Linked DNA regions of Mus musculus: regions 1 and 2 are each linked to region 3. Evidence: chromatin contacts called from public Micro-C data. All regions are on one chromosome and are shown on one strand. Each heading gives the region's core, a stretch centred on a gene start, on an enhancer-like site or on the middle of the called end of the contact. The rest is flanking DNA. Distances are from core to core; before and after follow the strand shown.

Region 1 (3,900 bases), core at 395-2,894, about 17 Mb before region 3:
GAAAATGGGGGGTCAATGACTGGGAATTACCTCGTGTGCCCCGCCATCCCAAAGAATAGCAAATGGCTTTCCGCCTCCAACTTGCAGGTGTTTGGAGCCCACCCTCCCCCAAACACATCCCGAATTAAAAAAAGAAAAAGAAGAAGAACCTTACACCTGACCAATCAGGAATAACTACTTAGTCCAACAACAACAGCCTCTCCGGCAGGCTGCCCAGAACGTGTTCGAACCCTCTAACGGATCTGTCTAATTCAGTATGGCCGAATTTGTTTTCTAAGCATGGACGTCTCTATGCGGGTTGCCCCCACAACCTTAGCCCAGGCTTAGCCAGAGCAGGAAGATGTAATTCTCTATTTGACGAGGGTGGAGAGAACGGGATGGAAAAACAAAAACAAAAACAAAAACAACAACAACAACAACAACAAAAACCCAAGAGTTTTCAGGCCCTGGCTGCTGGGTCAGAACCTGGGAGCCCTGGTCCCATACTCCTCATGACCCCATCTTTCAAGTTCCTGCCCAGGACAAGGCAGAACCTGTTTCCAAAGATCCTATTTCCCTTGCAGGGATGAAAGGGAGAGAGAGAGAGCTCTATCTGTTTTAGCTGGGTCCCTTGTTTTCTTTCTAATGGATGCAGAGATATAAAGGAAGGTATTTCACCATTTCTTCCACCACCTTTGCAAAAGATTTTCGACTTTCGGGGTTTTGACTGGCAGTAGATGAGAGTTAACTCTTACACCTCTTATACTGTTTCGCAGCGATAAACAAAGCAAAAGGAAAGACGGGCCAAAGCAGACCGACGCCACTTCCAAGAGCGGTAGCTGGATTTCGTTTGCTTTTATTTTTCGCCTCCTTTTTTTTTTTTAATTGTTTTGCCTGAGATGTCCACCGCCCAATGGCACATCGAAGTCTTGGGTTAATTGCGAAGGCTTCCTTCTCTCCGCTGCGGCTTTGGCGGAAGCTCAGAACTGCCTCCTCCCTGGCTTTCAATTCAGTGCGGGAGGTTTTCTTTCTCCTTGCTAATCCAGAGAAGGAGGGAAGAGGAGGGGAGACGCGGGGAATACACTCGTTCCCGTTGTTACTTGAGGCTAATGTTTGTTTTATGGAGTGACTCTTTATTCTGACTACCTCTTCATTTTCTTTCCCTACCCCAAACCTGGCAAGTTAGGGGAAAAAAAAAAAAAGCAGCTAGGGAGGGGCCTAAGACAGGACAGGACTGCTTTGTTCTCCCTCCAAAGAAGCTAAAGGGTAGAACTGGTGAGCTTTTTGTTCGATTGTTTTAATTAAAAGCGGATATTAAGGGTGATGGTGATGATGACGAAGGTATTAACAATCGCAGTAAAAGGGGAAAACGCGATCCTTCTTGTCCAGCTAAGGTGGCCCTGAAGCGGTCCTTCCAACGTAAGTGGACTCCAAGGGCAGCTAACCTGCTAGGGGGTCTGACTGGACCGGGATGGGAAAGGGACTGAGAAAATGTCCCCCGGGACGATCCCGAGGACCCCCACCCCTGGCACCAGACCTGGAAAATGTGCCCATTGTCTTTCCCAGCCTCTCCCAACCACCGCGGACGCACCCGCGAAACTGACCAGAAATAGGCGAAACCCAGGGGCAGCGCGAATCCAGGCCTGGCGCTGCGGGCGGGAAGACGCTGGCCTCAGCGAGCGCGGCTCATCTTCCAGATTAGAAGATTCCCCCCGCACACACCAGGGGACCCCCGCAACACCAAGGCACAGACAGCCTCCGGACAGAGCTGCCGCCCACTGGGCTCTGTCCGCCCATCCGAGCCAACACTGGCTCCCGAATACATCATAATTTGGAATAAAATGTGAAATCCCACTCCCCGCCCCCATGCTGACGCCCCCACCAGCGCCTCGATCTCTCGCTCGCCCTCCCCCCACTCCCGCCCCCAGCGATTTGCAAACGCACCTCTAAAGGACACAGGCACACAGGCATAGGACTCTTGTTGGACAGGACCACACATGGTCCAGGCCCAGAGGAGGGAAGCAGATGAACACGAGCTAGCTCTGTCCCACAAGCCGGTGTAGGCAGACCGGCATACTGTCCAACATGACACAGCGACATCAGTCACACGCAAACGCTCACAGACACACAACCTCACAGGGTGAGGATCACACCCGCCCGACATAACGAAACCAGCCTAACACTTTGTCCAAGGCCACACACTGCGATACACCAGACCGACCTTGTGGAGAAAAGAAACAGGGCAATTTACATACAACGAATAAAACGCAGAGAGGTCGGAATCTCCACACCCAGACAGCGCAGGGTTTCACACTCCCGCACACGACCTATCGCCAAAAGCCCACGCGGGGAGTAGCCACCGCAGCCTGCCGCTCACGCAAGCACTCTCAACCCGGCCGCCCGCACACACCGCCCAGAAGCAATGGAAGCCGCCAGCGCCTTGCGCTTTTCTGTCTATTGCGCAAGGGGAAAAGGGGAAGGAAGGAAGAGAGTCTCCCCGGCGGGAGGGGCAGCGGAGGGGCGTCGTGGAAAGTGCCCCCCGGGAAGAGACGGGGGAGAGGGAGCCGAGGCTGGAGTGCGCATGGGGAAAGACGGAGGAAACGGACGGGCAATTCCACGGGAGGCGACTGTCTCCCGGCCCTGGGAAGAAGGCCGGGACGCTCACGTTTTGCGCCTTGGGGGTGTGCGTGGCCATGTTGGGCAGCCCCCGCCCGCGCCTCGCCGCGCGCTCTAATCCCGCTCCCGCCCGCGGCCTCGTTAGCGCCGGCCGTGTGCGCCGCCGAGATAAGGAGCCGCCTCGGGCCCGCCCGCCCCCGATAAGCGCCTCGGCCATTATGGGCCAAATGATTCATTTTAATTTGGCAATTTCTCCGGAGGGAGCGGGGACGGGTTGCGGCGCTGGGATGGCCCAGGAATGCGCAGAGGAGAGGGCTGAGCGCTCACGTTGGGACCCGGCGGGTTCCGCCCGTTCCCCACCCCTGGCCCCTCGGGATTCCCGCTCCCTACAAACAACCCGACTCGGATCTCCGCCTCCCAGATGCTCGTTCAGCGGCTTTGGCCGTTGTCTAGCCTCTTAAGACCACCGTGTCTCCCGACCCATTCCCAACCAACCCTCCCTTCTTCATTCTTTCTCCTGTCTTCTCCAAAGCCAGAGTGTCTGTTTCTCCTTTTTCCGTATCTCAACACCCAGTTCCTCGCTGACCCTCATCAGCACAGGCCCCTGACCGCTCTAAAACTGGAATTGCTCAAAGATAAAAGACTCTATAGGGGGACAGAACAGATATCAATAGAGAGATGAAAATGCCCCTTAAGCTTGGTTTCAGGATGAAAGCAGAACACCCCCCCACCCATCCCCAAGCCCCCATGTTCCTTAACACACTCTTTAATCTTAGTACATTGTTTCTTTGCACTATACAGTTTGATTTTCCTTAAATATCCCTAAGGACTGGAGTTTGAGGGCTTGCCAATCTTGTGCAAGGCCAAGGACTCAATTCTCAGCACTGCAAAAATAAAAATAAGCAGGTGTATAAATGAGAAAATTCTAAATTAGCTCTTTTCTTTCTCTTTTTGGTTTTTGTTGTTTTGTTTGAGATAGGGTTTGTCTGTGTAGCCTTGGCTGTCCTGGAACTCTTTCTGTAGACCAGGCTGTCTTCGAACTTAGGGATCCACCTGTCTCTGCCTCTGGAATGCTGGGATTAAAGGCATGCACCACCACACCCGGTTTCGTAATGCTTTTATTTTTTATTTTTTAAATACCATACAATTGGATATCATTAGGGCACCTTTGAATAATAGTGTGCTTTAGTGATACTTTTCCCCCTTCATCCAACTTCTCCCCATTGGTGCTTTTATTATTCCTAATTTATAGGTGAGAAAACAGTGGGGGGAGGGGGTGACAGGGCTGTGTCAATAACTCAATAT
Region 2 (3,924 bases), core at 1,336-3,835, about 17 Mb before region 3:
TTTTTTTTTTTAAAGATTTATTTATTTATTATATGTAAGTACACTGTAGCTGTCTTCAGACACACCAGAAGAGGGCATCAGATCTCATTACGGGTGGTTGTGAGCCACCATGTGGTTGCTGGGATTTGAACTTCAGACCTTCGGAAGAGCAGTCGGGTGCTCTTACCCACTGAGCCATCTCACCAGCCCCCCAATGTTAGTTTTCTCTTTACTTATTGGGATGCTGGCAGAGACGAGCTGGGGAGGAGTAAGGATGTGGTTGGTGGTGTGGAGTATCTGAGTGGAATCTCGTGGGAGAGAGGGTACTCCATTAAGCAAAGCAAACTTGAAGTATGCAAGTGGTTGCCAGAACATTCCACTTCCAGGGCCACTAGTCTGTTCAATTTACTGTCCCTGTTTTGAGTGCTGGACCTATTCCTTTCCCCAGGAATACTTGGTTTATGCAGACCCAACACACTAAGTGATCCCCTTTTTCAGAGGTTCCAGAGGGGGCTTGGAGAATCCCTGCCTTCATCAATGAAGGTTGCAGTTAGATAAAGGGGTTCACCCATCCTTACATTTTGCTTACATTCAGCAAATTTCCTCCTCACTGCCTTACTCCCAGTTTATCCTCCACATACCCTCCATGCGCGCACATGCGCGCACACACACACACACACACACATTTCAGCACATGGTTTAGAGATGTTACTGTAGATGGTACTACAAGGTGGGAGACCACATTTTCCCTGACCACCTTCCCTCCCAGAGAATAGGGCACCCAGAGTCTACGCAATCAGTGGCCTTCGATGGCTACCTTTACATATTGGTCACACGGTAAATTCATCTTACTTTATTTACTTACTTGATTCTGAGTCAGGGTCTCATCTGAAGCTCAGGCTGGCCTAGAACTTGAAGCAAACCTCCCGCCTCAGCATTCTGAATGCTGAAGTTACTTAAGCAAGGGCTAACCATCGTGTCAGGCTTGAGGTAGGTGTTTTAAATTTTATTTTAGAGGAAGAGTCAGGCAAAAAGATTAAAATTAGCCAGGTGAGACAGCTGGAAACTGGTGAAACCAAAATTGGGATCCCAGCAGTTTAAGTCCCCCGGTCCTGCTCTTAATCCTGCGGTGCACACCAGGAAAGTAGGGCCCTGAAAGGAAGTTACCTAAGGAGGGTCACAGAGCGCTGGGAGTGCACAGCAGGTATTGAGGCCCCCTATGCTGGAGCCTTGGCCACTGTGAGGCGCTGTTGAGGCAACAGCCAGCCTCTGTCCAGTTCTTACCTTCTCCCAATCCCTTCCAGCCCCAAGAGGTTGAAATGGGCTCAGTATAAACCTGAGCAACTTGTTTCTGGGTCCTAGAGGAAGAGTAGGGAAGAGGGATAAAGATGGGCAAAAGAATCTGGCTAGCAGAAAAAGCATACTGGACCAACCTTCTGTGGAGAAAGTCCCCAGATAAAAGGGCAACACTGGCCCAGGGATGAGGTTAAGTTTCTTCGGGGGGACATCTCCGTGAGAGTTCTGTTGTAAGAGTCTCTAAATCCGGAAATTAAGAGCGGGATTGTTAGACTTAGGAACAAACATCCAGGAAAACTCAGTTTCCGCAGGATATGCACGGGGGTCAAGAGAGACAATTATAAAGATTGAGATGCTGAGACAAAAAAAAAAAAAAAAAAAAAAAAATCAATCCTGCAAACCCAAGCTAAGGACCTGTGGGTGTGCGGAGAATGCGGCGAATGCGGAGACGAATCACTAAGAGGAGTGAGAGCAGACGGTCTTCCTGGGGACAGTGGCAGGGCCAGGGCCTTGGAGGGGAAAGAGAGGACCACCGCAGACATTTCTCACCTATCTGAGTAGGATCTTCCGGCGCCCGAGTTTGTTCCTCTGGATCACTCTCTTCACTTGTCCTCCAGAACTCCCTTAGCCTCCAGTAGGTCCTTGTCCGCGGCGTCGGTCTGGCCATCTCGGCTCACTGGCGATCCATCCGCGCTTCGGCCCGGGTGGCCCGGGCGCCGCCTTGGGGAGATGAGGAGAGGAGGTTTGTAGCCACTGCCACCACCAGATGCAGCTGCGCCGGCATAAGCTTTGACTTCCAGTAACTGAGCGCACTGAAGGTGGTGGTGGCTCCAGGGAGCCACGGGGTTGCGGGAGCTGCGAGGAGAAGGATGACCCGCCTCCAGCCAAGCGAGCCTAGCTCCCGCCACCGCGGCAGTTTGTTCCCGCCGGGCCCGGGAGCAGAGGACCTCTGCCCGCCCCCTTCCTTCCCCGCCCCACCCTGCCCAGAGAGCTCCGCCCCGGGCCCACAGTTCTTCCGCCTTAGGCTGCCACCAGGCGGGAGGGACTAATCTCCTGAAGCCCCACTTATGTGTCTAGGGGCCCAGAAGCCCAGATTCGACCGAGTAACGGGCTGCTTTACTGCTCTTCTCCAGTGCCTGGTTTTCTAGTCCCGGGGCAGCACCGGTTGGGTGCGCCCTGCAGGGTGAAAGTCCTAGAGTTTCAACACCAGGGGGCGCTGAGGAGCTAGGGGACATCCCCTCCCTGTCCTCCGCCCCCTCCCCGCCCGCGCGCAAAACACACTGGTCGGAGAGGCAGCACGGCGGAGCCGGAGCCGCGGGCCGAGCGGAGCCGGAGAGCGGCGGCGGAGGAGGCGGCGGAGGAGGCGGCGGCGGCGGCGGCGGCACCATGACCCTGGGCAGCTGCTGCTGCGAGATCATGTCCTCCGAGAGCTCCCCGGCCGCGCTGTCTGAGCCCGACGCAGACATAGACGTGGTGGGCGGCGGCAGCGGTGGGGGGGAGCTCACAGCCCGCTCCGGGCCCCGCGCCCCTCGGGACGTGCTCCCTCACGGCCACGAGCCTCCCCCGGAGGAAGCCGAGGCGGACGTGGCTGAGGACGAGGAAGAGTCGGGAGGTTGCTCTGACTGCGAGCCCCGCGCTCTAGCGCCCCGGGGGGCGGCGGCCGCAGCGGGAAGCCCGGGGCCCGGCGTGCAGGCAGCCCGAGGCGCAACGGGGCCGGGGCCGGGACCCGGGCCGCCGTCGGGGGGCGCGGCGACACGGAGCCCTCTGGTGAAACCACCTTATTCGTACATCGCCCTCATCACCATGGCCATCCTGCAGAGCCCCAAGAAGCGCCTGACGCTGAGCGAGATCTGCGAGTTCATCAGCGGCCGCTTCCCCTACTACCGGGAGAAGTTCCCTGCCTGGCAGAATAGCATCCGCCACAACCTCTCCCTCAACGACTGCTTCGTTAAGATCCCCCGCGAGCCGGGCAACCCGGGCAAGGGCAACTACTGGACGCTCGACCCGGAGTCGGCCGACATGTTCGACAACGGCAGTTTCCTGCGGCGCCGCAAGCGCTTCAAGCGGCAGCCTCTGCCGCCACCGCATCCACACCCGCATCCTCACCCGGAGCTGCTGTTGCGTGGCGGGGCTGCCGCGGCCGGGGACCCTGGCGCCTTCCTCTCGAGCTTCGCCGCTTACGGCGCTTACGGCTACGGCTACGGGCTGGCGCTCCCGGCCTACGGTGCACCTCCACCGGGCCCGGCCCCACACCCGCATCCGCACCCGCACGCCTTCGCCTTCGCCGCCACCGCGCCTTGCCAGCTGTCAGTTCCCCCGGGCCGCGCCGCGGCGCCTCCTCCCGGACCTCCGACGGCCTCGGTCTTCGCAAGCGCGGCCTCGGCGCCGGCCCCTGCGCCTGCCCCGGGATCTGGCCCGAGCCCCGCAGGGCTGCCTGCCTTCCTAGGCGCAGAGCTGGGTTGCGCCAAGGCTTTCTACCCCGCGTCCTTGAGTCCCCCCGCAGCTGGCACAGCGGCTAGCCTGTCCACTGCACTCCTGCGTCAGGGCCTCAAGACGGACGCCGGCGGTGGTGCGGGTGGCGGGGGCGCGGGGACAGGCCAGAGGCCTTCCTTTTCTATAGACCACATCATGGGCCACGGTGGTGGCGGG
Region 3 (3,955 bases), core at 1,178-3,677:
AACTGGCTCTAACGTATTATAAATATTCCAGAAAGTTAAATAAATTGTAAATCAACTTTTAAAGACCCTCTCATAAAACAAATGAGCCTTTATCCCCTGCTTATTGTACATTTTCTTCACAAACTGCTACACCAAATAAGCGTTTCTCTTAGTGGTGTGAAGGCCCAGTGAATGCGTCAATCAAAGCTGCCAAGTGTGTAGGAGGGGGAACGGGGAAGAAAAGAAAAAAAAAAACTTTCTTAACGTGATAATAACTCAAGAGAAGCTAACTTTGTTAAATACCTGACTCTGCCCGAGGCCTGCATGGATTCGCAGGTATGCTCCTGAAATACACAACCCCAGACCAGAACTTTTATCTTTTCAAATCTCGCTCGGAAGACAAGGCTGTGTCCATGAGGGTCTTTCTCGACATTGCAGCAGGCTGGTCTTATCTACAAGTTCTATGTGTTGCAAACTTTTGCCAGCTAGAATTTCAGCCTTCGAATCTCAGCACTTTCACTGCAGACTATAATTCATTCAAATTATCTTACACTTTGCATCTTATCCATATGCAATTGTGAACCCTGCCAGAAGTAGTTGGAGAAGTTTTCACTCCATACTTCCACAAGTTACTAAAATAGTAACTTTGGAAGTTGCGGGGGGGGGGGGGTACTTTTACAATAACTAAAACAACTGCAATCCATTATTAATGTGAGGCCTAAATCCCAAACAGACCATCTCCACATAAAAGATGCATTTAAGAGTCTTCTGAGATCAAATAGCCAGTGTTATTACTGTTAGATACTGCAGTAAGAAAGGAAGTCATATGGGAAATAAATCCAGACTCTACAGCGGAGAGGAAAAGCTACTGATACGTCCAGCCTTCCAAAGTATTCCCGGTAAACCGTTAGCTCCAACTCATTGAAGGCACAGTGGTAGCAGGGTTTTGAGGGAGTCGTGAAGAAACCTTGTGCTGGAAGCATATAACTTCATGTAGGTGATTACTGGCCAGGGTGCAATGTTTTAAAGCCATATAAAGACTCGTACTTAAAGAGAAAAATTAGCGCAAATCACTCTGACTTTATGCCTTTTAGTCAGAGAAAATAAATAATATATTCAAACGGGACCAGATCCGGAGCCGCAAAATAGCAGTGTTTCCTTGCTGCTGGTGCAGACTCGACCGGGAGGGATGGGCTGGGAGGCTCGGGCAGGAGGGGCAGGCGGAGGGGCACCAGGCCCCACGCCGCGAGTGGGGCTGCAGGGAAAGTTGCCGGGTCCTGCTGGCTGAGCCGCCCGGGGCTTGCCTAGGCGGCGGCGGCGGCGGGGCAGCCGACTCGGGCCCTGGCCGCCGCTCGCCCTCGAGCCGGAGTCCCACTCCGCCCGCAGCGGCCCAGCCCGGCCCGACCCGCGGCCTTGGCGGCTCTGTGGCCTCCGCGGCGTGGGCTCGCCAGACCCCGAAACTTTCGCCTGGGGGTCGCGGGCAGGAGGCAAGGACAGCAAGGTCCCGGGCCGGCGCGGGGAGTGCGTCTCCGCAGCCCACGGACTAAGGCTAGCACTGCCCGCCCGCCGCGTCCGAGGGGCGCTGCCCGGGCCGGCCCGCAAAGCTGGCACAAAACAAAAGTAAGAGTTCGGGGCGTCGGCGGGGGGCGCGGCGGCGCGGGAGGACCCCGGCAGCCAGGGCGCCCCGGGTGCAGCCGGCGTGCGGGGCTTGCGGGGCTCAGCCGCCCCTCCCTGGAGCGGAGGAATCGCGGGCACCGCGCTCCGCGCCGCAGCCGCCAGAGTCCAGATTGCAGCGTGTCAGGGGCTGCAGCCGCGGACACACGTGCGGGGCGCCCGCAAGCCCCGGCGGAGCTCCGCAGTCCGGCGCCCCGATATTAATTAACGCATTAATAAGAGGGCGCCATTAGCCATGTGCCCACACAAATGGCCGAGCAGGAGGAATGCACCCGCATGGAAACAAAGTTACTTTCTTAAAGCTGCAGCCCCCCCCCCCGCACACGCGCGCGCACACACAGAAACACGCGCAGACACGGCTCCCGCCGAGGCACACGGCCGCCCCGCGCCCCCGCAGCTGCTTACCTGGGTGAGACAGAGCGGAGAATACATAACTGCCGGGCGGCGGGGGGTGCGTGCACGTCTGTGTGCGGGCTGGAGGTGTGCGTGAGTGTGGGTGCGAGAGGGAGAGAGAGGAGGAGAGAGCTAGGAGGGGGGGAGGAATAAAAAATCAAGCCTGCTTCTTGCGTTCACATTTCCAACTCGGCTCAACTGCAGCAGCCAGCGCTCTTGCCGCTCCACGCGCTGAACTTTAACCCCGCCTAGAGTTTCCCTACACTCCACTATACTGTCTACTGTACGCGGGCGTTAAAGGCATAGCGCACCCTTTCCCGCTCCCGCGCCGGCCGGCCGGGTGCCCGCGAGCTGCCCGCGCGCCCGCCTGCGCCGCGTTCTGCACCGCACCGCACGGCCGCCGCCCGCTCGCGCCGCCGCCGCGGGGGTGTGGGGGTGGGGTGGGGTGGGGGTGGGGGGGCGGGGTGGGGGGGAGCCGGGTGGGGGAGGGGCGGCTGCGGCGCTGACACCGGTCCCCAGCCTGCAGGGCCGCCCGCCCGCCCGCCGCTCGCTCCGCGCTCGCTGCCTCCCGCGGCCCCCCGCCCCCCGCCCCGCTCGGCGCGGTCCCCGGGAACGCGGCGCGGAGCGGTTTTTTCAGCGTGTCCTCCGGGCGGCTATAGGCTGCCACAGGATGTGCTTAAGCAAACAAAACTACTTTTCCTCCTCCCCATCCCCCCACCCGCGCCGCAGCCCTCCGCGGACGTCGGGAGAGGATTGGGGCAACTTTGTCGGGGCGCCCCGCACCCCCGTGGGCCGCGGGTTGGGCTCCCTAGGAACCCCAGAGAAGGGCGCGCGTTACATTTGCATGTATGCAAATTTCTTGTAAAAAATCAGACCTTCTAGGTAACTTTTCCTCCCTTCCTCTGAAATGCGGTAAAGCTCAAAAGCATTGTAATCTCTCCTGCGAAGCTTTCTATGGGAATAGTATCGTCGGGAGAGGTAATATGCACAAAAGCCTGCTAACTTTTCAGCTACGACTCTATAGCAGTCAGAATCTGGGGGTGGGGGGGATAGGAAGATCACCCCAAAGATTCCCCAGATTGCGGGGGAGGAGGTGTCTGGAGAAAGCAAGGAGGAGAGTCATGAGCGAACGCTCTTCTCTCCCAGAACCCAGGAGCTGGTGGGTTTAAACACAAACGCCCAAAAAAGTTCTGTCACGTCAGAAACAACAGTGGTTTAGCTGGGACATTTTTCTGTATACTGAGAAGGAAAACTGTGAAAGGGTTGCCCCCTTAGGAAAGAGATATGTTTGTATCCCCAAATGGGAGCCCAGGACTAACATCTGAGTCCCTGTTCCCCAGACACACTCTTCAAGGGTGCGTCTTTGTGGATCCCAACTTTTCCCTTCCCCAGGTAATAGTTCTCAAGATGGAAAAGAGCTTCCTGCAATTATTTTAGGTTTGCTAAAGTATTGTTTTGGCAGAAGGGGGGGGGGTGGTTTTAGGGTTTGGCACATTGCCAACAAGCCTGCTCTTCCAGCTTTCTTTTTCTTCTGTCCTTCCCTCCTTCCTTCCCTCTTTCTTTTCTTTCTTTCTTTCTCTCTTTCTTTCTCTCTTTCTTTCTTTCTTTCTTTCTTTCTTCCTTAAAAAAAAAAAAACTCAACACTTTCTCTCTAGACTCTCTTTTCTTCTAGAGGGGGAAAAAGTATACCTGTCTCCTCCAAACTCTCATTTTCTCCTCCTCCTCTCCCTCCTGAAGTTTTGCAGCCTTCTGTATTTACCTACCCTTCTTTAAAACTCCCCAGATTCCGACGCTGGCACACAGACTGGGAATCCGCTCCCTGGTGGAGATGACAGGACTAGAGTCTGCAGGCATGCCCACCCGACAGAAGAAAGTGAGGGGGTATGATCACTTTCATTCAGATTTTTTT

Evidence for each region. Hi-C and Micro-C count contacts between places; a contact is called where the count stands out from the background.
Region 1: a Micro-C map of embryonic stem cells shows a contact between it and region 3, with 11 times the contacts expected there. The contact joins the promoter of Tal1 here to the promoter of Nfia in region 3. A contact is called at or near these places in 1 of 39 promoter capture datasets (cranial neural crest) and 1 of 484 Hi-C or Micro-C datasets (embryonic stem cells).
Region 2: a Micro-C map of embryonic stem cells shows a contact between it and region 3, with 14 times the contacts expected there. The contact joins the promoter of Foxd2 here to the promoter of Nfia in region 3. A contact is called at or near these places in 2 of 39 promoter capture datasets (cranial neural crest and embryonic stem cells) and 2 of 484 Hi-C or Micro-C datasets (both in embryonic stem cells).

Annotation. Positions count from the first base shown.
Region 1 is chr4:115,055,555-115,059,454 of GRCm38.p6, reverse strand. Tal1 (T cell acute lymphocytic leukemia 1) reads right to left here and starts at 1,644. Exons shown (of 5, transcript NM_001287388.1): 1 at 1,584-1,644. Gm33786 (a long non-coding RNA gene) reads left to right here and starts at 145. Exons shown (of 2, transcript XR_376559.3): 1 at 145-1,398; 2 at 1,546-1,833. It overlaps Gm52674 (a long non-coding RNA gene), which reads left to right and starts at 3,874. Exons shown (of 3, transcript XR_003955097.1): 1 at 3,874-3,900.
Region 2 is chr4:114,907,559-114,911,482 of GRCm38.p6, reverse strand. It overlaps Foxd2 (forkhead box D2), which reads left to right and starts at 2,585. Exons shown (of 1, transcript NM_008593.3): 1 at 2,585-3,924. The coding sequence starts at 2,662. It overlaps Foxd2os (forkhead box D2, opposite strand), which reads right to left and starts at 2,226. Exons shown (of 4, transcript NR_030721.2): 1 at 1,825-2,226.
Region 3 is chr4:97,776,098-97,780,052 of GRCm38.p6, reverse strand. Nfia (nuclear factor I/A) reads right to left here and starts at 2,427. Exons shown (of 11, transcript NM_010905.3): 1 at 2,059-2,427. The coding sequence starts at 2,085. Gm38709 (a long non-coding RNA gene) reads left to right here and starts at 2,630. Exons shown (of 5, transcript XR_003955232.1): 1 at 2,630-3,024; 2 at 3,830-3,927.